Linked DNA regions of Ovis aries: all the other regions are linked to region 2. A link is a contact called in public Hi-C data. All regions are on one chromosome and are shown on one strand. Each heading gives the region's core, a stretch centred on a gene start, on an enhancer-like site or on the middle of the called end of the contact. The rest is flanking DNA. Distances are from core to core; before and after follow the strand shown.

What was found. Hi-C and Micro-C count contacts between places; a contact is called where the count stands out from the background.
Region 1: a contact with region 2 is called in a Hi-C map of hypothalamus, with 2.4 times the contacts expected there. The contact joins the promoter of ADGRL1 here to the enhancer-like site in region 2. A contact is called at or near these places in 4 of 16 Hi-C or Micro-C datasets (blood, hypothalamus and tail adipose tissue).
Region 3: a contact with region 2 is called in a Hi-C map of hypothalamus, with 5 times the contacts expected there. The contact joins the promoter of ASF1B here to the enhancer-like site in region 2. A contact is called at or near these places in 5 of 16 Hi-C or Micro-C datasets (blood, hypothalamus, omental adipose tissue and 1 more).

The regions. Positions count from the first base shown.
Region 1 is chr5:9,832,270-9,837,026 of ARS-UI_Ramb_v3.0, forward strand. ADGRL1 (adhesion G protein-coupled receptor L1) reads left to right here and starts at 1,266. Exons shown (of 24, transcript XM_060416268.1): 1 at 1,266-1,334; 2 at 2,158-2,291. It overlaps LOC105610497 (a long non-coding RNA gene), which reads right to left and starts at 887. Exons shown (of 2, transcript XR_006059833.2): 1 at 826-887.
Region 2 is chr5:9,672,892-9,677,318 of ARS-UI_Ramb_v3.0, forward strand. ADGRE5 (adhesion G protein-coupled receptor E5) reads right to left here. Exons shown (of 19, transcript XM_060416267.1): 11 at 4,287-4,427; 12 at 3,586-3,768; 13 at 2,411-2,602; 14 at 1,970-2,196; 15 at 1,801-1,867; 16 at 1,573-1,664; 17 at 1,317-1,485; 18 at 1,126-1,230; 19 at 310-1,036. The coding sequence ends at 1,007. DDX39A (DExD-box helicase 39A) reads left to right here. Exons shown (of 10, transcript XM_042249809.2): 10 at 1-555. The coding sequence ends at 215. Among named protein-coding and RNA genes, the nearest start is that of DDX39A, 10 kb to the left of the region's middle. Within about 2 kb of position 2,285, at least 26 of the 54 cell types and tissues checked have an H3K27ac peak or open chromatin away from gene starts, as enhancers often do. A contact at or near this core is called in hypothalamus, where this site is marked.
Region 3 is chr5:9,899,845-9,904,130 of ARS-UI_Ramb_v3.0, forward strand. ASF1B (anti-silencing function 1B histone chaperone) reads left to right here and starts at 1,481. Exons shown (of 4, transcript XM_004008474.4): 1 at 1,481-1,709. The coding sequence starts at 1,601. It overlaps LOC121819593 (a long non-coding RNA gene), which reads right to left and starts at 902. Exons shown (of 2, transcript XR_006059832.2): 1 at 849-902; 2 at 1-496.

The sequences.
Region 1 (4,757 bases), core at 16-2,515, 160 kb after region 2:
GTGCTAATTAGCCTGCCACTGGATGGTTCCCTTCCCTGAGGATCCAAACCAGGGATTTGCTCCTTCCCATCCATCAGTCTTCCCCTTGCACCCTACCTTCATAAAACGCCAGGCTTCCAGGGCCAGGCTTCCAGGTCCACTCTCCCGAGATCCTCACCGGGTCTTACCTCTCAGGACCTTCTAGTACCTGCCCCCCTCTAGTTTTACCTCAGCCCCCACCCTGCACTGAGCTGTCTATTCTGCCAAAGTGCCTATTTTTGGCCTGGGGCCCGGTTTTATAGCCCCCACTGTGGGTCTTGGCAGTCACAGCTCTGGCTCTGGGAATCCACGCCAAGTCGGACTGCCTTCCCCAACCAGGGAGATGGGGTGCGGGGCTCCCTTCTGCAGCTTCAGCATGAAGCCGGCCCCAGGCCTCACTCGGCCAGATGCCTAGGAACCCGCTGGTTCCTTGTCCTACTTCAAGTCCACCGGCTGCAGTATAGTCGCTCGGCTGCGGAAATCCATACCGAGTTTTTGCTCTTGCCGAAAACCTAAAATGCAATTTTTTCTCTCGCCCCCCCCCCCAACCCAAAGCAAGACCTTTGAGGCGTTTATAGATACTAACCTCCCCCAAACACCCACCCTCTCCGCTCCTGCGACCCGGTCAGTTCCCAGTCCTTGACCAGTTGCCACAGATCTTTAGCTAGGGTCTTGTCCCATCCCGCACACTCCAGTCCTGGCTTTACGGTCTTCCCTTGCCTTATATTGTAGGTCTGGTCTCCCAGGGTAGCAGCCTCCTCATTGCATTCCCTTCGCATCGCCCCTGGATCCTGAAACCGCTTTTACCTGCCTGCTTCGGTGCAGCCGGCGCTCCAGATCCTTTCGTGCCCGAGTCCAGCCCTCCTTTTGCCCCTCCTTCTTGCACGTCGCTGCCAGGAAGACGAGGGCAGCCCACGCCGCCTCAGCCACTAAATAGCCCCCTCCCGGAGCCCCCTGCGAGCCCAGGTCTGGAAACTCTAGGCCAGGTCTTGCTTGTTTCCACTGCATTAGGCATGACGCATTACTCCGTCTCCCGAGGAAGAATCCGGCCCGAAATTTGCGTGCCCGGGGTGCATTTGGCCCTGTCGCAGCTGCCTTCGTTCCTCCCATCTCTGTCTAATCCAACCCGGGTTTTGCAGACCCCTTCCAGATCGCTCTCATTTCTCCCCTCACCGGGCAAAGCGCCTTTTACTCCACTACCTGCAAAATCCGCTCCGGGTCTTCCTCCAGCCTGTCTCCCCTCCCCCACTTCCCGTTCCAACGCTGGGATCCAGCACATCTCCTTCCCTCTCCCGGTTTTTCCATAGGGACTAGAGGTGGGGGCGAAGGGGAGGAAAGTCCATCTCGGGTTTTCGGGCCGGCCTCCGGTGCGCTGGGGCAGGTTGCGGCGGCCGGTCCCGGGCGGCGGTTCCGGGCCGGGTTTTGTGCGTGCCCGCCGTCCCCCTCCCGGAGCGGGTGCGCCGGGGAGAGGGGCGAGCAGGCGGCTTGTCATTGCTGGTGCCCGGCGCCCGCTCGGTCCGCGCGTCCTGCGGTGCCCACGGGCCCGGCCCGGCGCCCCCCCATCTGGCCACCCCGGGGGCGCGACGCCGCCGCGCCCGCCTACAACCGCGCCCCCCCGCAACAAGCTCCGCGCCGCCCGCCCCCTACCCGAGCCCCCCGTGGCCACTGCGGGGAGCCCGAGCCGTCGGCGCGGGAGTTGTCGGCGCTGCGGCGCCCCCGCCCCGCCGTCTGCCGAGGAGGCCCCGGCGAATGGGGCCGCGTGGGCCCCGGAGCGGCGCCGCCGGGCGGCGGGGGGCTGCAGGGGCTCCCTAGCTGCTCCGTTAACCCCTCGGCTGCCGCCGTCGGAGGGGGCTGGGAAGTCGCCTGGGCGCACACGTGCCGCCTCCGTCGGGGCCGCGGAGCTGCGGGGAAGATGCGGGCAGCTGTTGGCGCCGCCTCGGGGGGCTCCGCCTCGCCCCAGCCCCCGGAGCTCTGACACCGCCCCCGCCCCGCCGCCTCCCTCCCCGGGAGGGGCGCGGACGCTCGCCCCCAGCCCCGAGTCTCTGCCGCCGCGAGGGGGCCGCCTTTGGAGCTGTGTAATCCGCTTCTTCTTCTTCTTCTTCTTTTTTTTTTTTTTTTTTAATTTTTGGTTGGTGACAGCGGTTCTGGGCCCCGCTACCCCTCGCCCGATTTCCCCCCTGTCCCGGTTCCGGGAGATGTGCCGGGCAGGGGTCCTGGGTTCGCGGAGCCGCAGGAGAGACGCGCAAGGCCGACCCCGGAGCAGCGCTGGACAGGTGAGTGTCTAAGGACCCCGGGCGAGGGAGACGCCGTACCTGGGCCAGGTGTGGGGGCCGAGGTAGGGAGGATGGGAGCCCGGGCCAGGAAGGGGGAGGGGATGCTGGAACCGCGGGTCACAGCACCTGAGCGCGAGGGGGATGGAGGGCGGCCTGCACCTCACCCCACCGGTGAGGGGGCCGGGAGGGGCAGCCCCCGTGGACTGTCGGGGGTGTGCGGATGCGCGGCCGCGGGGTGCCCGTGGGGGGAGGGAGCCGCGAGTGTGCCCGCGCGTGGCTGCGTGTGCCCGCGCGCGCGCCAGCCTTTGTGGGGAAGCGGCGCGGCAGTGCCTGCGTGTCCCCGGTGCGTGTGCGCGCGGGTGCTTGGCGCCCTGTTTGTGTAGGTGTCTGGGTGTGAGCGGAGAGGGTGCGTGTGCGCGCCGCGCGCCGGCCCCAGCCCCCGGAGGAGCCGTGTCGGGGGCTGGCACCCCACGAAGCCGGGCTGGGGGTTGTTTTTCTCTGGGAGGCAGAGGCGCGGGGGATGGGGAGGGGTCTGACTGGGTGTCTGGCCGGCCGTAGCCGTCGACAGCATCTTCCCTCCGCGGTACCGGGTTAAGCCTGGGAAGCTGTTGGGGTTCATCCACCCGGATTCGGGCTTTGAGGGCCAGCCCTCCCACTCTCCCAGGTGTTCGCCGAGGAGAGCTTGGGGTTTCAATTGTCATCTTTCCATCTGTCTGGGACGGGAGTCCGTGCCAGAAGAGCCTGGGCAGCGCTGTGTGTGTGCTCCCGCCGTGGCCAAAAAGTGGCCCCACAGGCGCACCGCCCCCGCCCGCACACAGCCCTCACACGCATCCCTGGCCCTAACCTTCCAGTCTCGGTCAGCGCCCAGCCCCATCCCTGCCCGGCCCCTCTCTGGACCTTCCTCGCGGTCCGCTCCTCCCTCCCCCATCCCCCGCCCCCCGCGCGCGCACACAGTCATGGCAGCCGAGTGGGTGTCCCTCCGTCGCAGCCTTGAGACAGGGCCCCCTTTCCTCCTGGTTCCTGCAGGACCCGGGGCCTGGGTTCCTCTGCCCACATCCAAACATGTGGTGAGCTGGGGGAGCAGGGGGAGGGGTTCAAGATGGCTGCCAAGATGGCTGGTTGCCTTTCCGCCTCTCTCTTTCTCTGCCTCTCTCTCCCTCTCTCGGCTTGCCCTGTTCTCCTCGCTGCTGCAGGAGTCACCGATGAGAGGGGTTTGGACAGTCTGGGAGACAGATACGGAGGACACCTGAGAGTAGATGTCTGCTCAGGGCTGGTGGATCTCAGTTCTGCTTGGGGAGAGGCGGGTGATCCCTGCTCCCCTCTCCAAGCACCCAAGGGCCGGGCGGGAACCTGTAACCTGACCCCAGACCCCAACTCCCCCGCCCCAAGGCCTAACAGCCTGGGAGCTGCCCGCCCCTCCACCTGGTCTCCTAGGCCTGGCACCCTGAATGGGTCATCAGGGTGTCCCACGCAGGGTCCCCGTCTCTCATTCTCTCCATCTGCCTGATGGCCGGGGGCTGTGGGTCAGGCCCTAGCTGTGGGGGCAGGTGACGTCTCCTTCCTCCCCATTCCCCCACCCCCAAATTCTAATGCCGGTTTTATTACTTAAAAGTAGGATGAAAACAGGGAGAATAAGAGAAGGAATACAACCTTCATTATCATATCGAGAAAATTATCCGTGATTTTCCTAACTAGTAATTTGCCTGCCATGCTGTTCAGAACTGACTTGCCCATTAATTACAGAGATGAAAAATCATCTGGAAAGCGGAAAAGGGAACTAATTCGATCCCTGGCTGGCAGCAAGGGCCCCCATGCACCAAGCCACATACGTGTGTGCTCACATGTGAGTGCCCGGCCTTCCAATGGCATTGCCACCTTCTTCCTTCTCTCTCTCAGGGAACTCCCTCGGGGCCTCAGCTCACCCCATGCTTGTCACTCCTGCTCTCGATGGGATGCCCACCCCAACCCCCTCTCCTGGGAAGCTGGCCTATCCATGCTGATTGCTGCCCTTGGGCGTGGAGAGGATGCCCAGGTTGAGGGAGGGCAGGGAACTGGGGACCAGCCGCACCTGGGCGCCGTGGGGCCTGCAGGGAGGAGGTGGAAGGCAGGAGACTCTAAGCCTGGTTTCTATTCCCAGCCTGCCCTTCTCCTGGGAGGTGGGCCATAGGGGAGGAGCCGGGGGGCCCCTGGCCCCTCTGGAGTCTGTTTGCATCAAGCAGTCTGGTCCTGGCTTGGGCACCACCGCATGTGGGGGGCTGACAGGAGAGAGCATGGTGCTTCAGCCCCAGCCTGGGCATCAGGGGGTAGGGGTGCCAAGCCCAGGAGGCTGTGCTGCCTGGCCCCAGAGCGGGTGCCCCTGATGGAGAACAGGAGGAGCAGTCTCCACCCGCTGTCCCCGTCCCAGCCCCTGTTGGCCACAGGGAGCTGAAGTTGTCAGTCACTGCCCTATCCTATCTCTCCAGCCAG
Region 2 (4,427 bases), core at 1,035-3,534:
TCCTCAATGATGTCCAGGACCGGTTTGAAGTGAACGTGGCAGAGCTTCCAGAAGAAATTGACATCTCCACATACAGTGAGTGGCTCAGACAGGGCTGGGGTGCCGGGGTGGGGGGACAGTGGTGGGGCCTGTCCTCACCACCCCCTCCTCACTGGCTTCCCCCGTCCCCCGTGTGTGTCTCACAGTTGAGCAGAGCCGGTAGCCACATGCCCTGACGACCAGAGCCACTCAACTTCCCACGTGCTGCTGCTTCAAGTGCTCTTTCTAGGCAACACTGGGCCTTTCATTTTACTGTTTAAAAGCTGTAGATTTGTGCAAAAATACATTTTTATTATGGAAGTCTGGCTCCCACAGTGTGTGTTTTTGTCAGCTCACTGCATTTCATGGACACCAGGGGCCCATGGCCTGGTCAGTGAGCCTCTGGCCAGCAAGACATGCCCCCTTCTGTGTCAACATGAGATTTAATTCTTGAAGTGTCAACACTGAACGGTTTATACAGATTAAAAAAAAAAAACAATGTCCACAGCCTTCACATCAGTTTGAACCCTCTGCCCTGGGGCAGATGGGCCTTAGTACCATGAGCCTTGTTCGGCAAGGGGCTGAGAAGGGCTCTGCCCCTCTCCCACCCAGCCTCAGTCTTAGCTTACCCTAGAAGCAAAGTCCCAGCACCTTGGCCTCTTCTTCTGTAGCAAAGACAGATGACAGGAAAGGGCCGGGCTGGGCACGAGTCCTCATTCTTTCCGGGCCTGGTGTACTTGAGGGGGCTGCCCCTACCCTGGGTGCTGACCGGGGCGGAGCTGAGAGGCAGCAGAAGTAGGTCCGACCCGCCACCCTTGCTGGGTGTTCAGGGGTTCGGTACCAGACGGTGGCTGTCACCCTCCTCTCCGTGGTGCGTGCGGGGCCCGAGGCAGGAGGGAGCAGAGCAGAGAGGGAGGAGAGGAGGTCATCTGTGTGTGCAAAAGCTGCTGAGGCCACAGGAGCTGCTGGTTTGGCCAGAACTGCGTCTTCACATGCCAGACTCTGAGGGCCTGAGGGCCTGGAGAGAAAGGAGCGCCCTGTCAGAACGGAGCCCAGAGACCCGGGGGCCTTCGGTCCTGCACCCCCTACCGCAGGCTCAGCCCTTACCTGAGTCTGATTGTGGCTAGAGCCAGACGCAGAGGTGGTTGTGGCGAACTCGGAGTACCTGTTCCCAGCAACCATGCAGGCCCACTTGCGGTACTCCTCTCTCACCTGTGGGGCACACGGGCCAGGTCAGGGGGGGGTGGGCCCCAGGACAGGAGGAGGGCCCGGCACCGCCCTCAGCCTGGCCTGCCCACCTTTTTGTTGAGGAGGCAGTACAGCACGAAGAGGAAGAAGCCCTGCAGGCAGTTGAGGATGCTGAAGATGTAGGACAGCACCCAGCTCTCTGGGTCGAAGAGGAGCAGGCCGAAGACCCAGGTGCAGCCCAACACGAAGAGCTGGGCGATGGCGGTGATGGTCAGCACCCTGCGGGGAGGCGGCCGGTTGCAGCTGGGGGCCCCTCCTCACACACCCACCTCTTCTGTCGGCCCCCCTCCCTGCCTGTCTTCTCACCTGACTTTCTTTAATTTCTTTATGTCAGGGTTGATTTCAGAAAACTTCTGAGTGAGTTTCCAGACAGTAATCACAAAGATGATAGCATTGCCCTGGGCAGGAAGCAAAGAATTCAGATTAGGGGGTATCTTTGGAACTCGCAGGGAGAAAGCTGGTAGAGGGGCTCAGTGTGGAGCTGAGTGCTTCAGATTTTCAGGGGTGTGGGATGGGGCGAGGTGAGACAGTTACCAAAACGATGAAGGTCACAGGTCCCACAAAGCTCCAGAGGAAGCCACCCTCGAAATTCAACCAGCAGCTGGGCAAGAAGGGAGGGTCTGGTCAGCACCCAGTAAGTCCAGAGGGGAGCAACGGCTCCGTGCAACCCCCAAGCCCTGGCCTTCCCACCACCTCCGCTCACAATTTCTCGCGGCCATAGCCCTTGCTGTAGGCGCCTGCCGAGATGCCCACGATGATCAAGGGCACGCCGTAACCGATCAGGCAGAGCCAGAGCTTTCTCAGGCCTTGGCCCTGGAACACGCGCACCACGAGGAAGTAGAGCTCCACGCCCTCGAGGCTCATCCAGCAGAAGGCGGCCAGGAAGCAGTAGTGCAGCAGCACGGCCACCAGGCGGCAGCGCGTCCCCACCTGCGGGGCGAGGGCGGAGGGGCGGGGCGGTGACGTCAGCGGTGGGCGGGTCCGGGACTGGACGCAGAAGCAGGGAATGCGCAGGACCATATGCTTCCGCTGAGGGGAGGCCGACCGCCCCACCCAGCTGGAGTAGGCGGAGCTATCCCACTCCCGGCCCTCGCAGGTCTAGCGCCCAGGTGCGAGTGGGGCGCTCCACGGGGCGGGGCCTCACCTCGCCGCCTTCGTTCTCGATGCCCGCCAGGAAGATGGCGGAGCCCACGAAGAGGCAGATGCAGAGGTGCAGGTGCACCGTGGTGCGCGAGCCCTGGATGGGCCGCACCAGCAGGAAGGTGAGGATGCACAGCAGCAGGCAGGCCAGCGACAGCGCCAGTCCCACCTTGGTGATCAAGGCCAGCTTCGGGTCCTAGATGCAGGACGGGCGGGCGGGACTCCATCAGCACCCTGAGGCCTTCCTGCCCTCCTTGTGGGCCTCACCACCCATCCACACCCACCTGGGACCTGGCCTGCAGGACTCTGATCAGGTGGCTCATCTCCCTCCACCTCCACTACCATCAACATCTGAATAAACCTACCATATCTCTCACCCTATATACCACCACCCCCGCACCCATGTGTGCAGCAGGCATCCCCAGTTCCTCTGGATGAGTGCCCCACTACACACCCAGACCTTAGACGATCCCCCGTGTATCCTCAATGGCTGCAACCTTCTTTCTCTACACTGATGAGCCCACCTCTCTGACCCTCATCTCCATCTCATCTCTTGCCCCTCCAACACCTCGCTGCAACTATGAGCTCATCAAAACCCACATTTGTGTCCTTCCTGGGCCTTGGGCCTGGACCACCAGCCTCCCCTACTCTGCCTGACCCATTCCAGGTATTCACATGGCCCAGTGTATCTATGGATCCCTCAGGAGCTTTTAGCAATATTTAACAACTTGATGGAGGTTCCCCAGTGGCTCAGTGGTAAAGAATCCACCTGCCAATCCACTAGGAGATGCTGATTTGATCTCTGGGTCAGGAACATCCCCCGGAAGAGGAAAAGGCAACCCACTCTAGTATTCTTGCCAGGAGAATCTCATGGAGAGAGGAGCCTGGCGGTCTACAGTCTGTGGGGTCATGAAAGAATTGGACACGACTTAATGACTAAACAACAACTTGCTGGGGGTGGGCCATCAGAGGGGCACTGGCTGAAGTAAGGCCCGTGGTGCCAGGCCACTCTCTCTAGTTGCTGAGTCATGTGGAGGTCTAGGGGTCCCAAGCAAGGGGCTGCATCTGGTCTGTGCAACCACGCGGAACCTTTTGGACCATTCCACTGAAACCAGCTGCCTGTCCCGCCTGAGCCAGCCGTGCCACAGTGGGTTTCTGAGGATGGCCCCGTCTGCTCACCTCCACGTCATAGTGGGCCATGAGGATGGCAAAGCTGCTTAGGTGGCTGCACTGGCAGGTGACGCTTCCGTTGCCGCTGCCCATCCTCCAGCAGCCCGAGGTGGCCCAGGACCCGTTCCCGTTGCCGTCATTCTTCCAGAAGGCACAGATCAGCTCCTGCCGTGGCTTGAGCTCAGGCTGTTCCTAGGGAGAGGTGGTCATAGAAGTTAGCCTGGAACCCTCTCGTGGGTACTGGGCTTGGGTGGACCCCAAAGAGGACTGTGTGTGCCAGGCCAGGGGACCTGGGAGTGAACTGGGGAGACAGAAATCCCTGTCCTTCTGGGCTGACATTCTAGTGGGGGAGACAGACAGAAAATAATACACCTAATAAATAAGTAAACTAGATAGTGTGTTAGCAGGTGCTGAATGCGAAAGAAAAGAGCAAAGGGGAAAGGTGGGGTGTGATTACAGATTGTAATTTAAACAAGCAGGTCCAGGAAGGCCTAGAAGAGTAGGGGACATGTGAACGAGTTGACAGGTTAAGGACTGAATCGTGGCGGAAAGGTGTCCCAGGCAGAGGGCACGTGTCAAGGCCCTGAGGCACGTGTAAGGAAGCAGCACAGTGCATGGGGGTGGGGGAACGGAAGCTGCTGAGAGACCACAGGGACCTTGGCTATGGGGTGAGCAGTGTGGCTGATTGCCCTCCCCACCCCAGGACTCACATGGAGGGTGAAGGCAAAGGAGACATTGGAGTCGAGTTTCTCAGTGTTGGGGTTGCTCAGAAAGACAGAGCTGACCGCTGAGAGAAGCGTGACCTTGGCACCTCGGACAGGACTCTCGTAGGTCTCTTTCAGCTTCTCCAA
Region 3 (4,286 bases), core at 231-2,730, 230 kb after region 2:
CTCAGTGTGGCTAGTGCCACTGTGAAACAGAACATTCCACGTCGCTTAACTTTCATTAATTAATATTTCAATTTATCACCGACATGAGATTGAGTTCATGGGAAATTTTAACGTATGTTGGGAAACACTTGGGCATGTGAATCTCCATTTCAACTGTAAATTTTATGAAACCTCAACTATTTCCGGTGAAAACCTAGCGTCCGGATCACAGCTGTGGTGTAACGTGTAAAATACACAGGTTTTCAAACCGTTAGTACTAGGTAACAAAATAAAGATACCTCAGGTTCGTGTTTGTTTTTTTTTAATACCGATCACATGTTGAAATGATATTCTGGCTATACTACATTAAGTTTAATATATTTATATATATATATGTAACGTGGCTACTATAGAAAAGTTTAAGATTAGGTTTGTTGACGCCCGTGGAAGCGGACTAAAGGAATGCGGCGGCCCCTCGAGTCTTCCAGACAGGGGGCGACGGTGGTCCCGCCTACGCCTGGGAGTGGAAAGAAGTTTCTAGATGTATTATGTAGTCATAAGTCAGGCCAGTAAAATTTCATCACCCCGTTCAATGAGCAGGGAAATGAGGCCTCGGGTGGTGCGTGGCAGAGGCCGGATTCGAAATCCCATTCAGCGCCGTCCACCTGAAACCTCCCCAGGGGCTCTCAAGTAAGAACCTGATTCGAACCAGGCCCGACTACCGGGTCCCGGGCCCCAGAGCGCCGCGTTAGCGCGGCACCGTCTGCGCTCAAGGGTGAGTTAAACGTTCACAACGTTCACAACGGACGCCCAGCCTGCCGGGTCTGCGGGGCCAGGAGCCCCTTAGAGAAACTTCCGGCAACGCTCACCTGCTGACAGATGCCGATGCCGCAAACGCTGCTCCTTTCTCTTCACACTCTGCTCAACCGCGTCAGCGGCCGACTTCCGCTCCACTTCCACGAATCCCCGGCCGCGTCTTCTCTTCTCCCGCCCCCGCAGCCAACTCAGCCAATCACCTCTCAGGAAACCTGCTTTATCTCCGCCCCATTTCTGCCTGCCAATCACTGCAAGTCCAGCACGTCCCTTCCTTCCCGCTTAAGCGAGCGCTGTGCGCCACCACTCGGCGGTTGACTGCGCTGCCCCCAGCTGGAAGAGTCTCCCGGAAAGGCGGGGCTAATCGCGGACCACGCTGGTGCGGGGACCCTAGGGATTGGCCAAGAAGAGCCAGGCGCTCTGACCCCGCCCACCCCTCCCTGGACGTCCGAGTCGGAGACTCTGGGGATTGGTTCCCCGCGGACACCAAAGAAGCCTAGAGACGGTCCCGCCTCCCTCGCTCATCCCTGAGATGGAGCTCCACGGATTGGTCTCGGGAGTCTCGGCGCGCGCCGACCGGCGCTCCAGGATTGGCTGAGGAAGCACTCGCGCAGTCGTGGAGCGTTGACGGTGATTGGCCGTAGGGTGAGAGCCGGCTATTTGAAGGAGGCGCGCGGACTAGATACGCACTTCAGATCGCGGTCAGAGGAGGCGGGAGCGGGTTTGGGCAGAGCTTCGCCGCTGACCCGACAGGACCCAGGCGCGGGCTCGGCCCCAGCTCTGGCCTCAGCCGTGACCCGACGAGGCGATGGCTAAAGTGTCAGTATTGAACGTGGCGGTGCTGGAGAATCCGAGCCCTTTCCACAGCCCTTTCCGGTTCGAGATCAGCTTTGAGTGCAATGAGGCCCTGGCAGACGGTGAGATTGGGCCCTTGTGGAGACCCCACTCCCCTGAGCTAACCCCGACCTCCCTTTGCAGACAACCCCGAGGCCAACCCTGCCAAACACACTTCCTCTCCCCCTCCCCCTCCCCCAACCGCGATCTCCCTTGAACCAAAGCCCGCCCACCAGCCCCAACCCCGCCCCTTGGAGACTACCCACCGCACCCCACCCCCATGGTTACTCCTCTTTTCCCCTCATGGAGACCACTTCATCCTCCTCTTTCTCCTGGGCGTTCCTCCTGAGCATCTGTTTTCTGTGTAGAGACCTCAGCCTCAGTTCTTTAACCTGCAGAGACCCTCAGCCTTCCCATCTTCCTTGTAGCAAGAAACCCCCCATCTTCTGTTTCTGTATGGACAGACTACCATTCCAGCCACCCAATCCTCCCCCACCAATCCCCTCTCCCCTGTGGTGAGACACTTCCACCTCACTCTTTTCCTGTGGAGATGTAAGCTCTAGCCCCCTCCCGTGTCCCATATGAAAACCGCAGCCTCCTCCCTCATTTTCCCTGTGAAGATCCTCGCCCTCTGGCAAGACCTCACACATCCTTATCTCCCCATTTGTCTCCCCATAATATCCCCTACCTGCTGATACTTAACCCCACCCTACCCCCCTTCAGCTTGTTTCCTACCTCAAAACACATACCCTAGAAACTGGCTTCCCTCCTTAGTCTGGCCCCAACCCTCTACTTCCTCAAGAGAGGCATGACCTGGCTTCCTGCTCCAGTGTTTGAGGATGATCTGGTCTCCCCAGCTCCTCTTCCTTCCTCTTCCCTGACTGTGGGCTTCAATGAACACACTCAGATCTGAGGAGTGGCATGGCCAGGCACACGTTAGCTGGTTCCTGCTGTTGGCCTGCTGGATTCCTGCTGACCCACTGCAGCAAAGCTTGCAACACTTTTGATGGCCTGACCTCGACTTGCGCGGTGTGGGGTGGGTGTGCCAGGCCGAGCCATGGTGATGTTTGGCTTCAATCTGGGAGGTCACAGCCTTTTGTGCACCTTTTCCAAGGTGCTTTCACAGATGTGCTTATTCATCCCTGTGACAAAAGGCGGACATGGCTCTCATCTCACAGATGAGAAGGCGGGAGACAGAGTAAAAGACCTTTCAAGTAAAGGCCTATAAAAACCAGAAAGGCTAAGGTTGTTCAGCGAGTCTTGGCACCACTTTCAGGAGGAAGTACTTCCATTAGATGTCTTCTCTACTTGGTGGTTAGAAGAGAAGAGGCAGCCTCTAAGGAGGTAGAGATCTGGAAGGCAAGGGTGTGCTAAACTAGTCGTTCTCAGTGGTTGGTGGGTGGTTTGCCTACAAATGGGCTTCTCCAACTAACATGGGGTTGAAGAGTTTTGATGTGTGCTTGGGTGGGGCCATTGGATCACTCCCTGCTTTCTCTCGTTTTTAAATCAAGGAGTCATTCTACTTATGACTAACTATAGAATATGCCCAGTTAAATCCTTTCTGGAACAAGGCGGGGTGTAAATAAATAAATAAAGTGTAGAATGACCCTGTGGAATAAGATTTAATTTTAAAGCCAGGAGATGTAAGGAGCTAATAGTTCAAGGGATTCATAGTTCCCAGATGGCAGGAGATCGGGTTTCAATCAGCCTGTTTGAGCTCCTGGCATTTAAAAATGGTTGCATGGTCATTATCTAGTACTTTCATTCCTGCAAAGCTACTGCCCTGTTACTTTATTAATCTGTTTATAGAATCAGGAGAGTCTAAAGTCAACCTGCTGGTCATTGTTTTTTATTTGTGTTATATTTTGTTTAAGATTTATTTATTTTTGGCTGAGCTAGATCTTCGGTGCTTTGCTCAGGCTTTCTCTAGTTGGGGTGAGCAGTGACTACTCTTCGTTGTGGTGCATTGGACTTCTTGCTGCGGTGGCTTCTCTTGTTGAGGGGCACAGGCTCTAGGTGAGCAGGCTTCAGTAATTGGAGCGCTCGGGAGTAGTTGCTCCACAGCATGTAAGGTCTTCCCGGACCAGGGATCAAACCCATGTCCCCTGCTTTGGCAGGTGGATTCTTAACCACTGGACCACCAGGGAAATCCCTAAAGACAGTTCTTTCTTTCCCCAAGGTCATTATTTTTCTAATGGAAACAAAATGATTTTTCCAAGGTCACACAGCTGGTGTGTAGAATTATTCACAACTAGGTCTTGTTTCTGAGTTCTGAGTCCAGGGTTCTTTATCTTTGCTATAAACTGGAAAAGAATGCACCCACTATTTTAGAAGTGAGACATAAACAGGACAGAAGAGGGCAACAGGGTCTTATTATTAATTATACCTGAACAATAAAGCTTTTGCTCAGAAGAATTCCAGTTGGAAAGCCAACTCTGGCCTGGAAGTCTACACTCTCTGGTTGTACCTGTAGGGCTGTGCTTCACTCTGACCTGTCAACATGCTTTCTGCCTCTTCCCACAGAGCAGAAAGGATTTGTCTCCTGCCTCCCAAACAAATGGAGTAGGCCTGGCTTTAGAAGTCTCTTAGATTCTGGAGAAATTCTCAGTCAGCCTTATTACCTGGTAACTGAAGATCTGAACACCCAGCCCCAACTCTGA